Regions from separate parts of the Lactuca sativa genome. Here all the other regions are linked to region 2. The links are chromatin contacts, called in public Hi-C maps. All regions are on one chromosome and are shown on one strand. The core of a region is the stretch at or near the end of the contact, and the rest is flanking DNA. Distances in the headings are between cores, read along the strand shown. Region 1 holds the start of LOC111880328. Region 2 holds the start of LOC111880347 (17.3 kDa class I heat shock protein). Region 3 holds the start of LOC111880322 (metal tolerance protein B-like).

Region 1 (4,655 bases), core at 520-3,019, 250 kb before region 2:
TATTTCGGTTGTTTTTTCAAGAAAATTTCACATGATTTTGTGAACAAGAGGGAGATATGTCATCTGAAAACAACAATTAAGATTACAAATGAGAAACAATAGAAGAAAATTATAGTACATAAAACGATAAAAAAAGAAAAAGAAATACCAAATGTGTTACAAATAATTCAGAACATATGATATGTTTCCTACAAATAGCCAAAATCTTAAAAGATTCTTTAAAATCAAGAAAACACCAAGATAGCTAATGGTTTAGATTCTCCTTTATGGTCCCCCTTTACCCATTTGAGGTACAGAAAATTATTGCTTCAAAATACGAAATACTCGTTTCTTTCTCGTGAAAGTTTTAAAAAAGTTGGTGACTTTGTTAAACATCACATCATAATCATAAAGTGGTCATTTTTTGGGATTATTCCTAATATAAAAAATAGAATTATTTAACAAAATTTGAAGATATTGTTAAAAATTAACAATATTTCCCGAGACATTAAACAATTAAAGTACCAATTGGATATCGAAAAAGGAAAATAATAGCTTCACTAGTTTTAATTCAAGGAGCTGAAATAAAACCTAGGAATAGTCTACTCTACACAAGGACTACGACAAGAAAGAAAATGAAATTAAGAATCTTGTGGTCCTAAAATCATTAACATCAGTGATGATGAAGATAAGATGATGACATTTCTGTGTATCATAAAAAAAAAACTCCATAACTTAAGATTCCCTGTTGATGAAAAAGAAAGACGGATAACAATTCAAAAGAAGATTTTGAATATTGAACCTTTGATTAAGACAGGGGAAACAAAAACAAAAAGCACAAAAGTAATTGAGTGGAAAATAAATCAAGAGGGCATTGAGCACATGCTTGCTTCAGTTTCCTTTTTGGTTATATCTACGCCATGATAGAATTATTCTCTTAATTAATCAACAAGCATATACACACTAAAGTAGTTAGTAGACCCTGAATCAACAAGCATACATACAATAAAGTAGACCCAGATTCAAGTTATGATTCAACTTCAAAAGCAAGAAATACGCATAAAAAGTGTTTCTTTGACCATAATAATAACTGAATAACAGATGAAAATCAAGATCTTCAGTAGAAAATGCTTGTTACTTCCAAAACTTGGGTGCTAATTTTTATTAAAACAGGGAAATTTTCTTCCTTTTTCCGGTGAAAATCGTCGATTTTCTTTTTTCAGAGCTATCAAGAAACATAAGAGCAGAACAATCGCTCAAAATTTCTGCACTAAACAAAAACCATAAAAAGCATAAACAGTAACAGTTTGAGTACTGATTCAAGAAGAATACTCACTGAGGCATTTAGTCGAACAGTTACCTGGGGTATGAAGAAAATGCACAAACTTTAACTGGTTCTTCAAAAGGAAGAGCAATATGTCGGTGGGCGGTGGGCACAAAAACAAAGCTCCTCGCAGCAAACAAAGAAAACCAACTTAAATCTCAGTACTCAAAAGAAATCTCCTTTTCCCAAGAAAATCTCACAAAAAGATTTGACTTTCTACAAGTTCTTGTTCGTCATCATCTTCCTCCCCAAAATCCGAAGAAATTTTCACAGAAAAGTAGTGTAGTGTGTGAAAATAGAGTGATGAAAAGTATTTTATGGGGTGTGAAACTGAAAGGGTTTTGTTTTCCTCGTTGGGGCTGGAAACCACTCGGTTTCTAGAGGAGTGTCAGAGGGTCGTTTTCGATCGGACGGCTGATGGAGGTGGAGATATTCGCGGGTGGCCATATCAGAAGATTAGATGGGTGAATCATGTGGAACCCACTTCACGACTTCCTTTTGGTGCAAATGCGATTGTCTTTATTATTGGATGCTTAAAAGGCTATGCTTTTTTATCCTTTTAAAGTATAAAGTCTTAAAGAATAGAAAAACCTTACTCCCTTAAAAAATATTACTCATATTATGCTAAGAATCGGTTTTGCATTTTCCAAAAAAATACATTTTGTACGATTTAAATATAAATCCTAGGTTTTTACTAAGGGGATGTCTAGATTTGCTATAAAATTATCCGTTTCATAATACATGGCAAATCTAGTTTTTGCTCTTAATTTTGGTGATCTAAGTTGTTACAACGGTTCGTTTGAGATGTCGATTACTTATTTAATTTAATTTCAGTTGTTCTTTCTAGTTTCTACTCTTAATAGAATCAAAATTTCTACATCACAATAATTATTTTTTTAAATCATACATATAAACAACTCTAAAATATATAAAATATTTACAGCTATAGCCATATATGAAATTATTCTTAAAGGAAATAATCAATAATTGTGTTTTTTTTTGCGAAATGATCAATTATTCTTGAATTAGTCATTTTGGACCTGAAATTGACCAGACATACCATTGGTCCTTCTATTTAAATTGCTTCCAGATATGATATTCGTCGCATCTCGGAGTTGCATTTCGGTCTGGTTGTTGGCCAAAATTGATTATAACGATGAAGACCTTATATGTTTTCTTAACATTTAACGTGAGTTGTTACTTTACTTGCATTTTTTAACGAACTTATGTTTACTTGGAGTTTAGGACATAATTTTTGAAATATTAAATTATGGTACATTTATGAACTTTAAAAGTGGGATTTTATAAAGCATTTTAAAATCACTATGTTTTAGATTAATTTTAAGTTGTAACATAGTTTTACCATTGAATATGTTCTAATTATATTTTAAAGGAAAAAAAATGAGATGGACACCCCACCCCACCACTTCCATGACTTTGTCTACCCCTTCCTCACAACCATTTTTTCTCATTCTCCATCTCTTTTCTCCCATTGTTTTCTTTATTATATGAGAAACATAAAAAGTTGAATATATTTTGTTGACGCACTTCGACAAACATATATGGACTTCCTTTATAGTCTTATTCCATTAGTAAAATTTATTTCCTCCACGGTGGAAACCCTACATACATCAATGGAGGAGAGATTGGAGGTGGCATTGGTTGCAGATGAGTAACTAAAGATATGATCGCAAAACTGGTGTTCTCTAAATGCTATTATTGGGGTGAAAATTTAACGTACTACGTCGGTATCGGTCATCTCAATGACACCATAATCATTTTAGAAAATGTCTAGTTGAGATTCTTTAAAGGCAACAATGAGATACTATGAAGCTTATGTTTAACAAGATCTTAACGTCGAGGGTGATTCTAGTAGGAAAACTAGGAATAGATCATGCGTTATTCAGTTGTTGTATGTCGATATAGAGAACAAAATGGTTGTAATTAAGGAACAAATGATATTAATTTGTGTTGTTATGGTTTTGTTTCTATTAAATATTGTTAATAAAAAATGTTACATGTTGATGATAATATGAAAATCACATTACAAATTTCAACAATCGTTTTTACCTATGGAAGTTAATTCATGTGATTAATGAATTGTTGGTCAAAGGAAAGTTGTGTGTTTTTTTATTATGTGTGTAAGATCGATTGTAATGTTTTGTCATAATGTTAAAATGTTGTCAAAGACTATGAAGAGCGACAATTAGGGTTTGTTGTATGAAGTTGAGGTGGAGGTGGGGGTGTGGTTGTGATCACATTTACAATTATTTTTATAAAAAAAATACAATATAAAATGTTAAATAAAATAAATAAGAACACTTAAGTAATTTTACATGACTTAAACATGACATTTTTCTTAATAAATAACAGACATAGAACTCATATGGTTAGAAAAAAATAAATAAATAAATAAATTGCGAGTACAACAAACCAATTTTATATTTTACTCAAAGTAAAATAGCTAAACATCAAAATAATTAAGATGTTTTTATCAAAGGGATTGTAGTCCAGTGGTATCAGATTTTAGTGAAAATGTGTCATTTAACCGAAAAATGATGGTTTAAATCTTGTTGAAAAAAAAAAAGCTTAAAAATAATATAAAAAGTATGTGGGATATCTACAGTAAAGTCCTAATATTTTAGGAACAGTTTTAAAAAAGTCACAATTTTTTTTTGAATAAAAAGCCCAGAAAACTGGGAAATTTATTCAGTTTAGTCTCATTTTATCTATTAAGTCGGTCATCAGCCTATGTAGCTAGGGCTGAGCATGGGTCCGTTTGGGTCGGTTTTGACCCAAAACCGAACCCAAACCGATGGTGTCGGTTTTCAAATATTTAAAACCCCAACCCTAAACCCAAACCGATGGGTCGGTTTCCCGAAAATAAACCCAAACCGATGGGTCGGTTTCCCGATTTTTCGGTTTATTCAAACTCGGTTTCGGTTTTAAACCCAAAACCCGTTCGAAATTTTATTTGGGGGATATGATAGTTTGTATTGCTTTATATAAGAGGTGAATAGGAAGAATGTTTCGTTCCTCTGTCGATGTGGGATAATGTTTCACTGTAACAAATAAAAGAAACAAAGGGATTTGATAGTAGTAAACAAAATAAAAGCTCCATATGTCAAGAGAAATGATCGAACCCGGGTCTTTTGCATTATACGTCCGCCTCCTTAGCCAACACACCAGCCATCTATTTGTGCTTACAAGTCAAGGAAAACATATATATACATATATAAATCGCATAATTCATATTTTTATAAAGTTCGGTTCGGTTCGGTTTCTATCGGTTTCACACATTCCTAAAACCCAAACCGAACCGAATTTTTCGGTTTCTAAATAATACAAACCC
Region 2 (4,796 bases), core at 2,239-4,738:
CAAACGGCTCAACCAACACGCAATAACCTATAATACTATATTGATTACTAACTATCTAAGCATAAGAGTTAATATCAAGATCCTTCACCAATTCCCATCCTATACCTTCTTCGCTATTAACTAAGGATTGGACAGTTAAGATAGTTGGGAGGCAAGATCATTTCATCATATAACAATTCTGAAATCCAACAAACAGGTCAATGTGTTTATTCTATACACATCTCCTGTAAGTAGACCAATCAATACTTTAACTGGATTTAGTGATTGATCCAATACTATATGTTCATAACAATGACTATGAATATTATCGGTTATATATAAGAGTAAGTGTAATTTACTCGATTTATTGAAATTTGAATAGCCACGAACGGAACTTCGACACTTACTTCTTTTCCTTAAAGTTATCCTTCTGAAACCTCCATAGCTTCCCTACTGATACTTGAGAACGAGAAATCAAATCACGTGGGACTGAAATCTCGAGAAGGAGAGAGAGATTTGATTGAGAAAAGGTGTAATGAAAGAGGGAGGCTCGAGCCTCTATTAGGGTTGAAATCATGACCTACGTGTCGCGTAGCCCTTCTATACGCTGCATACCAACACTGGAAAGGCTTATAATTTCTTGCACACAATCGCCGATAGGTGGTGTCAGGTTATTAATGCTACACACAGGTTAAAAGGCTAAAATTTGCCGAAACTTTAAAAAATTATACTACCTCCGTCTCATATTTATTTTCCACTTTAGACTTTTGTAGTATTTATTCTTCAACTTTGACCTTAAATATTTTAATTTGTGTTATATATTACTTGATGAAACTTATAACAATAAAAACATTTAAAACACAATCAATTCATATATTTTGCATTGAGTATTATATACCAAAAATTAAAATATTTAAGGTCAAAGTTAAAGTATAACGACTTCAAAAGTCAAAAGTGGACAATAAATATGGGACGGAGGAAGTAACTTCTTCATACAAGCTCTAATTTTGACAGTTTTTATATCCACACATTCGTCTTGATGTCTAATACGACTTTCATGTTGATCATTTCAACTAAACCATAATATATTTTCACTTTTATTTTTATAAAAAAAGATTAATGTTTTATAACTTTTACAAATGAAAACGGGATGTTACAAAACCACTCCAACACCAATTGGTAGTTTGTGCCCGGATGCACTCTTAAAAAGGAATTCAGATGATCTTGGATGGAAGTATGACACTTTGTGTGTTCCTAAAAATAAAGATTCAATCAATACATAATATTTGATTTGTCTTTAATTCAAATGTATAATATTTCATTTGTGTCAAGAATTTGATTTTATGTCGATCTTTTTTTTTCAAAAGATGATACAAAGCTAGTGTAGAGTCTAATTTGGATGGTACAACCACTCCAATAACAACTGCAAGCAGTACGCGGATGCACTTATAAAAATGAATTTAGATGATACTAGATGGAAGTATGACACTTTTGTGTTCCTACAAATAAATATTTAATCAATGCAATTTATGTGGGTTTATACGTAAAGCGAGAATTATTAAGCTAAAGTACCACGTTTCGAGATTCAAAGAAAAAGGTGTTGCTGTTTGTAAGAATTCAAGCAAATATGATAAGGATGTATGTGTCACTTTACTTAAGAAGTGAAAAGAGAAGAAGAAAGAGAAAATAATTCGAGAGGAAGTTGAAATTCAAGATGAAGACAATGATTTCCATGTTGGGTCTAAGAAAAAAGAAACATTTTGTGTTATGCGGTTAGGCTAAGCGGAGTGCGGGGACATACTAGTTGGCAAACAACAATCATGTGGAACACGTATCTTCGAACGAACAGTTTCGGAAGATGAAATGTGAAGAAGATGATGGGGGAACGACATCTTATTGTCAGAAACCTCTTCTCTCTCTCTCTCTCTCTCTCTCTCTCTCTCTCTTTTATTATATAACAATTTTGTATTTACAAATTTCAATTTTTTACCAACCATAAATTTACATACACTACATGCATTTTATATAAACCTTATTTATATTCATATTTCACTTATTTACCAAACATACTTACATAAAAATGTCATCATCAACGTAACAAAATGAATGGTCTCAATGTTTTAGGTGTGTCATCAATATTTATAGCTCGACAGGCGTTTCAAGTAAATAAAGTGACAGAGTTATATGTATTATCTTGTCAATGACATTTATCGTGAATTTCTTGTGATTATGAAATCATTGGTATATCATGCTAATGGGAGACACATGAAGCATAAAATAGAAAAAAAAAAAAAAAACTAAAAATGATGTTGAACGAACGTTTGGATCCCTCAAGAGGTGTTTGAACATACTAGAATTTACGCCACATCCACAAGAGGTGAGAAAGCTTTTAGCTATTATGTATATGTGTATCATACCATATAATATGATTATCGAAGATGAGATAAAAATGATATGTACGTATGAGAGAACGAAAGCGTCCCCTCAAGTGCTCCAATAGAGATCAATACCCTACCATACATGACAACAAGATTGAAGATACATAACAATGATAACATTTAAAGGACCGTAATGATTTCGGAGAACATATATTTCAAATTAATCATATTGATATCAATACGACGCCATCAAACGATTATGAAGTTTTACAAATTGAGGAAAAAACAATATGCACGTATGAGAGAACGAAAGCATCCCCTCAAGTGTTCAAAAAGAGATCAATACCCTACGGTACACGTAACAATGATAACGTTTAAAGGTTCGTAATGATTTGGCAGAACATATCTTTCAAATTAATCGTATTGATATCAATACAACGCCATCAAACAGTTATGGAGTTTTACAGATAGAGGGACTTTATTCATTATTTTATTTTATTTTTTTAAAAATTCAATCTTATGTTTTTTATAATTATAATTTATGTTTTCTTTAAATTTAGCATTATTTATTTATTAAGTTTAGTGTTATGCATTTTATAATTTCAGTCTAATGTTTTTTTATCACTCTCTTGATACAACAGTAAAGGAATCGCTTGTTTAACATATGGCCCAAAAAAGATGAAAATGATTTGTTATTTAGTATATAGAAATGATAATAAATAATCAAACAAATAGTAGTGAGTTATATTAGCTTTTCCAAAACTTAAAAAAAATAATGTACAAGTTCATTCAATAAGACTTTATTAATGAAAGAAGTCTTTATTTATAAAAGAGTTGAATAAAATGTCAAACAAACATTATTAAGACGATAGATTAATATTTAATGGATATGAAATTAAATGGTTATTAAGTTTTGCAATGCTAAAAAAAACCTTTTAGTTATTAAAAATATATTTCATTAAAATTTATTAAATTAAATATATTACAAATAAAATATAAAATATAAAATATAAAATACAAAATAATACTGTAACATATTTGTATTTGCCGTTAAAAAAAAACATATCAAATCATTTAACTCTAATAAATAAATTGGGATGCCAATCGATATGAAAAAAGATGATTCCAAAGTATGCCCAAAGAATACAAAGATCGTTCTAGAAACTCCTTGAAACGTCAAGAACCAAAAGATGATCCAAAATTGAACTCCAATCATAAATGAAAAATGCGAAAAGAGTTATCCAGAGGGTTCTTTGGATCTCCTCAGTCCAACCTATAAATACCAATCGCATCCAGAATTCAACTCGTCAAGTAAGCATTGTAGCAATATTCAGAAACGATCTGTTTGTCATCCTCTTTAGTCCCAAATACAATCGAAGTGAAAGAAATGTCGATCGTTCCCAGCTTCTTCGGTGGCAGACGAAGCAGCATCTTCGACCCATTCTCTCTTGATATCTGGGACCCCTTTAAAGACTTTCCCTTTCCAACTCCATCCGATGCGTCGACGGAAACCTCTGCTTTGGTGAACGCCCGTGTGGACTGGAAAGAAACACCGGAGGCGCACGTGTTTAAGGCCGATCTCCCTGGGATCAAGAAAGAGGAAGTGAAGGTGGAAGTTGAAGGCGACAGGATTTTGCAGATCAGCGGTGAGAGGAATGTTGAGAAAGAAGATAAGAATGATACATGGCACAGGGTGGAACGCAGTAGCGGGAAGTTCACAAGGAGGTTTAGGTTGCCGGAGAATTCGAAGATGGATCAAGTGAAGGCTTCAATGGAGAACGGAGTGCTTACAATTACTATTCCAAAGGAGGAGGTTAAGAAGCCTGATGTTAAGCCTATTCAAATCTCTGGTTAGAATTTGTACCACGTATGTACTTTTTTCTGTATTGTGTTTGTATACCAAGTGTTCGACATAATGTTCGCGGTTGTATGTTGTTCTTCCTATAATACACAATAAATTTATATTCCTATTCATTTGACCATGGTTTATTACGAAATATGATTGCTTCTGATTGGCGTAGGGAAAAGAGAAATGCTTTAAATCTTCAATTTTCAAAACATTTGGTTATATAATCAAACAGTTGAATATTCATTTTTATTATATAAATTATAGGTTTATCTAATTCTTATATGTAACGGCAACTATATAGTTGGTTGAAAAAATCTTGAATTATCTATTAAATGAATATATTGTTATCTTCCGGTTGTGGTATCGTGTCTTTAACAAAAAATACAAAATTTGAATCTAATTTTTGTTCTTTAGAATAAAACAATTTTTTTTCTGATTATTTCAGATTCATTTAAAATAAGTGAACAAACATTGAGTTTACGATGATAGATTACTAAAGAGTTAAACTGAATCATAAAACAAACTTGGGCCCTAACGTGAGGCCCAAAATTTGTTCATCAAACTTAAATAATTAAACACATTCTAGCGAG
Region 3 (4,709 bases), core at 1,625-4,124, 200 kb after region 2:
CCTAAGCCCAATTATATATATAGTTTCAGACTGATTTGCATCGTTTTCATACATTTTGATATTTGTTGTCGGCGGTTTCCAATTCCTTACTTTCTTTCACTTATTTTTTGTCCCATTTCTCCGTTAATTTTGCCAGGTGATAACATCCACATTTCTACTTTCTCCCCGATCTCTCCGCTACGCTGTAAGATTTTCACACGCAGAATCTGCATTCATCTTCTATCACTCGACTTCTATTCTATATAAATATAAAATCAATTTCTAGATTTTGATCCAAATCCAAATCAAATAATGTGCTAAGCTAGATCTACCTCGGCATACTGATAACTGATCTGAAGCAACTTCGATCTTTTTCTCTTTCTTCACTCTTCAGGTTTAATGGCTAGCAAGATAGATCATGATTACGATTACTTACTCAAGATCGTCTTAATTGGCGACTCCGGCGTCGGAAAAACCAATATTTTGTCGAGGTTTACCAGGAACGAGTTCTTCCTAGAGTCCAAAGCCACCATTGGCGTCGAATTTGCTACCAGAACTCTCCAGGTTTCAATTCTTTCCCAGATCTACAATCACAAACACAATCATTATAACTTATTTAAAATTTTCTGTATTTGCTATAAGTTGGATCCATGATTTGATCACAGGTTGAGGGAAAAACAATAAAGGCACAGATATGGGACACAGCAGGACAGGAAAGGTACAGAGCGATTACAAGTGCTTATTATCGAGGCGCAGTAGGAGCTCTTCTTGTGTACGACATTACTAAGAAGCCAACTTTTGATAATGTCCAGCGGTGGTTGAATGAGCTGAGAAACCACGCCGACGCCAATATCGTTGTAATGATGGCCGGAAACAAATCCGATCTGGAGCACCTCCGAGCAGTGGATGAACAAGATGGCAAATCATTTGCTGAAAAAGAAGGCCTTTCATTTCTCGAAACATCAGCACTTGAATCATATAACATCGAGAAAGCATTTCAAACTGTTTTGACCGAAATCTATCACATCATTAGCAAAAAAGCATTAGCAACGCAAGAAGCAGTCGGTGGTGCACCTGGAAAAGGGACCACCATTAATGTCGGTGACTCTGTCTCCTCATCTGCCACCACAAAGAGCTGTTGTTCATCTTGAGAGCCAAGATTCGGTATTTTTAGTTCTTGCTTCTTGTTCTTTTACATAAAGGAAATAGTGTGAAACTGTGAATTGTGAAAGTGTATGTTTTAACTTTTAAGGATATGTTATTATTATTATTATAAAGATAAAGATTCAATTTGTGCAGTTACATGATGAACTCCGTATCTACCTTCACATAAATCTTTAACTTTGTGAAGAATTTCATTTGAATCGATATTTGTTTCGATTATTACATGACAAGATAATACTATTTTTCCCCTTGTGATTGCCCACACATGTAGATCATGAACATCATCAACTCCATTGATGCTGTTTAAATCTTTTTTCAAACTAACAACATCGAATTCACTTGGTGTGCTCTCCATTAATATAGAAATTATGTTTTTAACCATTGGTAGAGTTGTAGCTAGAGCAAAAACAGAGGAGATCAAAGTACAAACCAAATCAACCATTAACCAATCTGGTTTCACCCATATCACCAATCCAGCTATCATCACTCCAATCGATTGAATCATATCCGATATCACATGTAAATATGCCCCTTCAATGTTTATGTTCATTCTCCCACTCTTTCCTTTAGAAGTTGACTCCACCAGATTTGAACTCTCTTCTTCATTCACATCATGCCCATGATCATGATCATGATCATGACCATGGCCATGATCATGAGCATGGTCATGACCTAGCCAGATGACCATGATGAAGTTGATTACAAAACCAAAAGCTGAAATGGCAAACATCAATCCACCATTCACGTCTGATTGTTTATGAACGATTCTTTTGATTGCTTCGAAGATCAAGTACCCAGAAATGACCCAAATCATTTGTACAGATAAAAGAGCACCCAAAACCTCGATTCGACTGAATCCAAATGACTGATGTGGAGTTGCTCTCCCAACTGAAGCCCAAACAGAAACCAGAGAGATTGAGAATCCACCAATGTCAGTGAGTAAATGAGCTGCATCTGAAAGAACGGCTAAACTATTTGATTTTAAACCTCCGATAATCTCAACTGCCATAGCGATTATGTAAAACAATATGAGTCCAGAGAGCTTGGCTGTAGATCTGGATCGTTGTTCTGAATCAGAAACATTATGTTCTTGTTTGGAGAAATAGCAACAACGATCACAACAGAGTTTTTTCAGCTTCGAAGCTTTTACCATTTCCAGTTCTGGGAGATGGTGATCTGTGACTGGAATCGGAATTGCAATATGATGATGTTCCATCTACATTAGTAAATTAAGGCGATCAGATCTCATATTTTAACTTCGAATCATTCATATTTTGAACAAAACCTTAAGAAAACAATCATAACTACCGATGATTCAACAATAACATAGATCTGTTAATACTTAAGCTTCAAATCATACACCAGCAGTCCAAAAAAAAAACGATTAATGGTGTTCGGACGAGGTTCGAACTTTGAGTTTGACTCGTGGGATTGATGAATACCAACTATTATTTGATCAAATTAGCGGATTCGAGCAACATATTGAGCTTAAAATAATCGGAGAGATCAAAACAAAGATATGTAATGATAGAGCGAAATTTTGGGTTGACTTATTACCTTTGAGTATGATCTGATGAAATTGAAATGGAGAAACTTGGACGAAAACCCTAGTTAGAGTTCAGAAGTTCCGATCTGAATGAATTCGTATTAAAGGTCGCGATTGTCTCAATTTGCATTGGTCTGTTCATATGTTAATGACAATTACGAAAGGGTCATGCTATCCACACCTGTAAAACGTGTAAAACAACTTGTTTTTTGAACAATATTTTTTTCAAACTTCTAAACATCTTGTTTTTTTAAACAAGTTTTTTTTTTTCAAACTTCTAATCTTCTAATTTCATATTTATATTAAAAAAAATCTCCCTACTTTATTCTCATATGTCATCATCTACCTCTACCCTATTTAATAACTGACATGCTTGTTAAACCATTTTTTCTATAATCTCATGATTTGATTTTAACAATTATTGTGATCCAGTACAAATGTGAAAAGAAATCAAATATTTTTTTACCTTTTATTCCTATTAATCTTCATATTCATGATCAAGACAAAATATCTAAACTAAAAAATAAAAACTTAAGATAGAAAATCAATGGATTCTACATGTCATTGTTTTATATGAATATGAATTCTTATTCTAATAAAAAAAATAGTTTTATTCTACTTTTGACATGTGTCATCCTATTAGGCCTCCTAATTAATGTATATTTTATTCTCCTTTTGTCATGTGTCATCTTATTATATCTTTTAATTAATGCATGCCACTTGTCAACTCCATTTCAAATTTTAAATTTTCTATTCTAATTACATTAAATTAATAATATTAGAATAAAAATTAAAATAAAATTAATACAAGTTATAAAATGACAGAATTTCACATATTTATTTAAATCAATGATTAAAATTTATATAACTAAAAAAATCTCTTAATTAATAATTTATTTAAAATAATTAATTAATAATTTTGATTTTTTACTATAAAAAATTAATTAATTTTATAACCGTGGTTCCCACAGGTTATAAACTAATATATGAATAAAGAAAAAGTAAATGGTATTTAATTTTCAAATATAAATATTTAGTTGGAGGATATTGAACATTTCTTAAAAAAATATATAATTTTAGATCATCGACTTAACCGATGAATGGTTATAATTCTAATATGTTCTTGTATAGTTTTATTTAATATTTAATGAGTATATTTTACTAGATAGAGCATCTCCGATGCAAATTGATAAAAAGAACAAAAAAAAAACTTTTATCCCAAAGCATTTGTATTTAAAACTTTTTATCTCTCAAGTGATTAATTCAAGTTATAATAAGTTTTTAATATTTACAAAAAAAAAATATATCTACATTATTAAGAAGTTTAATAGTTAAAACTGATATATCAAAAACATAAAAATATAAACTGAAACTACATGTAACATTCCTAAAAAATGTAAAAGATTTGGATTAAAATCGTAATTTGGTCATTTTTATGAAAGTGATGAGATTATAAAGATTTAGTATTATGAATTAGTTGAAATATGTTAAAAGTTATCTTTATGATGACTTATTATGTTGGTTTGAGTGATTTAAGCCACTAATTGTATATTTAGACCACATGGGTAAAATGTAAAATTTTACATTTTGGTAGTTACTTTGTGACTTAATGGATTTAACTTCATGTGTATTAAGTCATAAATGACGTAATGGGGTTGTTAAGAGCTTTCCTTGGTGACGATATAAAGTTCATAGAAATTGAATATAAGATGAGAAAGATATGTTTAGTTGAAGTTAGAAGGAAAATTGGTAACAACCGGAACATAATCAGTAATGAAGTATGTTGAAATGCCGATTGCATGACGCGTTAATCTTGTATGACGAAGACGGTGAAATATGTTGCTTAATGAGGTATATACCTGGTTAGTGAGGTATGTACCTCCAAACTACATTCAGGGCACTAAGGCTTGATTTGCTGAGGCATGTACCTTCGAACCACATTCGGAGGGCCGACACATGATTCGTGGAGCTATACCTATCGAGGCTATTGAACCACGAAAAGGAAGTAAGGTTAAGAGAA

Evidence for each region. A called contact is a pair of places that touch in the nucleus more often than the background predicts.
Region 1: a Hi-C map of leaf shows a contact between it and region 2, with 4 times the contacts expected there. The contact joins the promoter of LOC111880328 here to the promoter of LOC111880347 in region 2. A contact is called at or near these places in 2 of 4 Hi-C or Micro-C datasets (both in leaf).
Region 3: a contact with region 2 is called in a Hi-C map of leaf, with 2.6 times the contacts expected there. The contact joins the promoter of LOC111880322 here to the promoter of LOC111880347 in region 2. A contact is called at or near these places in 2 of 4 Hi-C or Micro-C datasets (leaf and seed).

The regions. Positions count from the first base shown.
Region 1 is chr8:111,644,812-111,649,466 of Lsat_Salinas_v11, forward strand. It overlaps LOC111880328, which reads right to left and starts at 1,770. Exons shown (of 3, transcript XM_023876751.3): 1 at 1,316-1,770; 2 at 1-63.
Region 2 is chr8:111,898,085-111,902,880 of Lsat_Salinas_v11, forward strand. It overlaps LOC111880347 (17.3 kDa class I heat shock protein), which reads left to right and starts at 3,489. Exons shown (of 1, transcript XM_023876770.3): 1 at 3,489-4,331. The coding sequence starts at 3,745. The coding sequence ends at 4,212.
Region 3 is chr8:112,102,386-112,107,094 of Lsat_Salinas_v11, forward strand. It overlaps LOC111880322 (metal tolerance protein B-like), which reads right to left and starts at 2,875. Exons shown (of 5, transcript XM_052766994.1): 1 at 2,701-2,875; 2 at 713-2,359; 3 at 312-563; 4 at 1-233. The coding sequence starts at 2,359. The coding sequence ends at 1,250. It overlaps LOC111880321 (ras-related protein Rab2BV), which reads left to right and starts at 48. Exons shown (of 3, transcript XM_052766995.1): 1 at 48-136; 2 at 374-543; 3 at 645-1,281. The coding sequence starts at 379. The coding sequence ends at 1,130.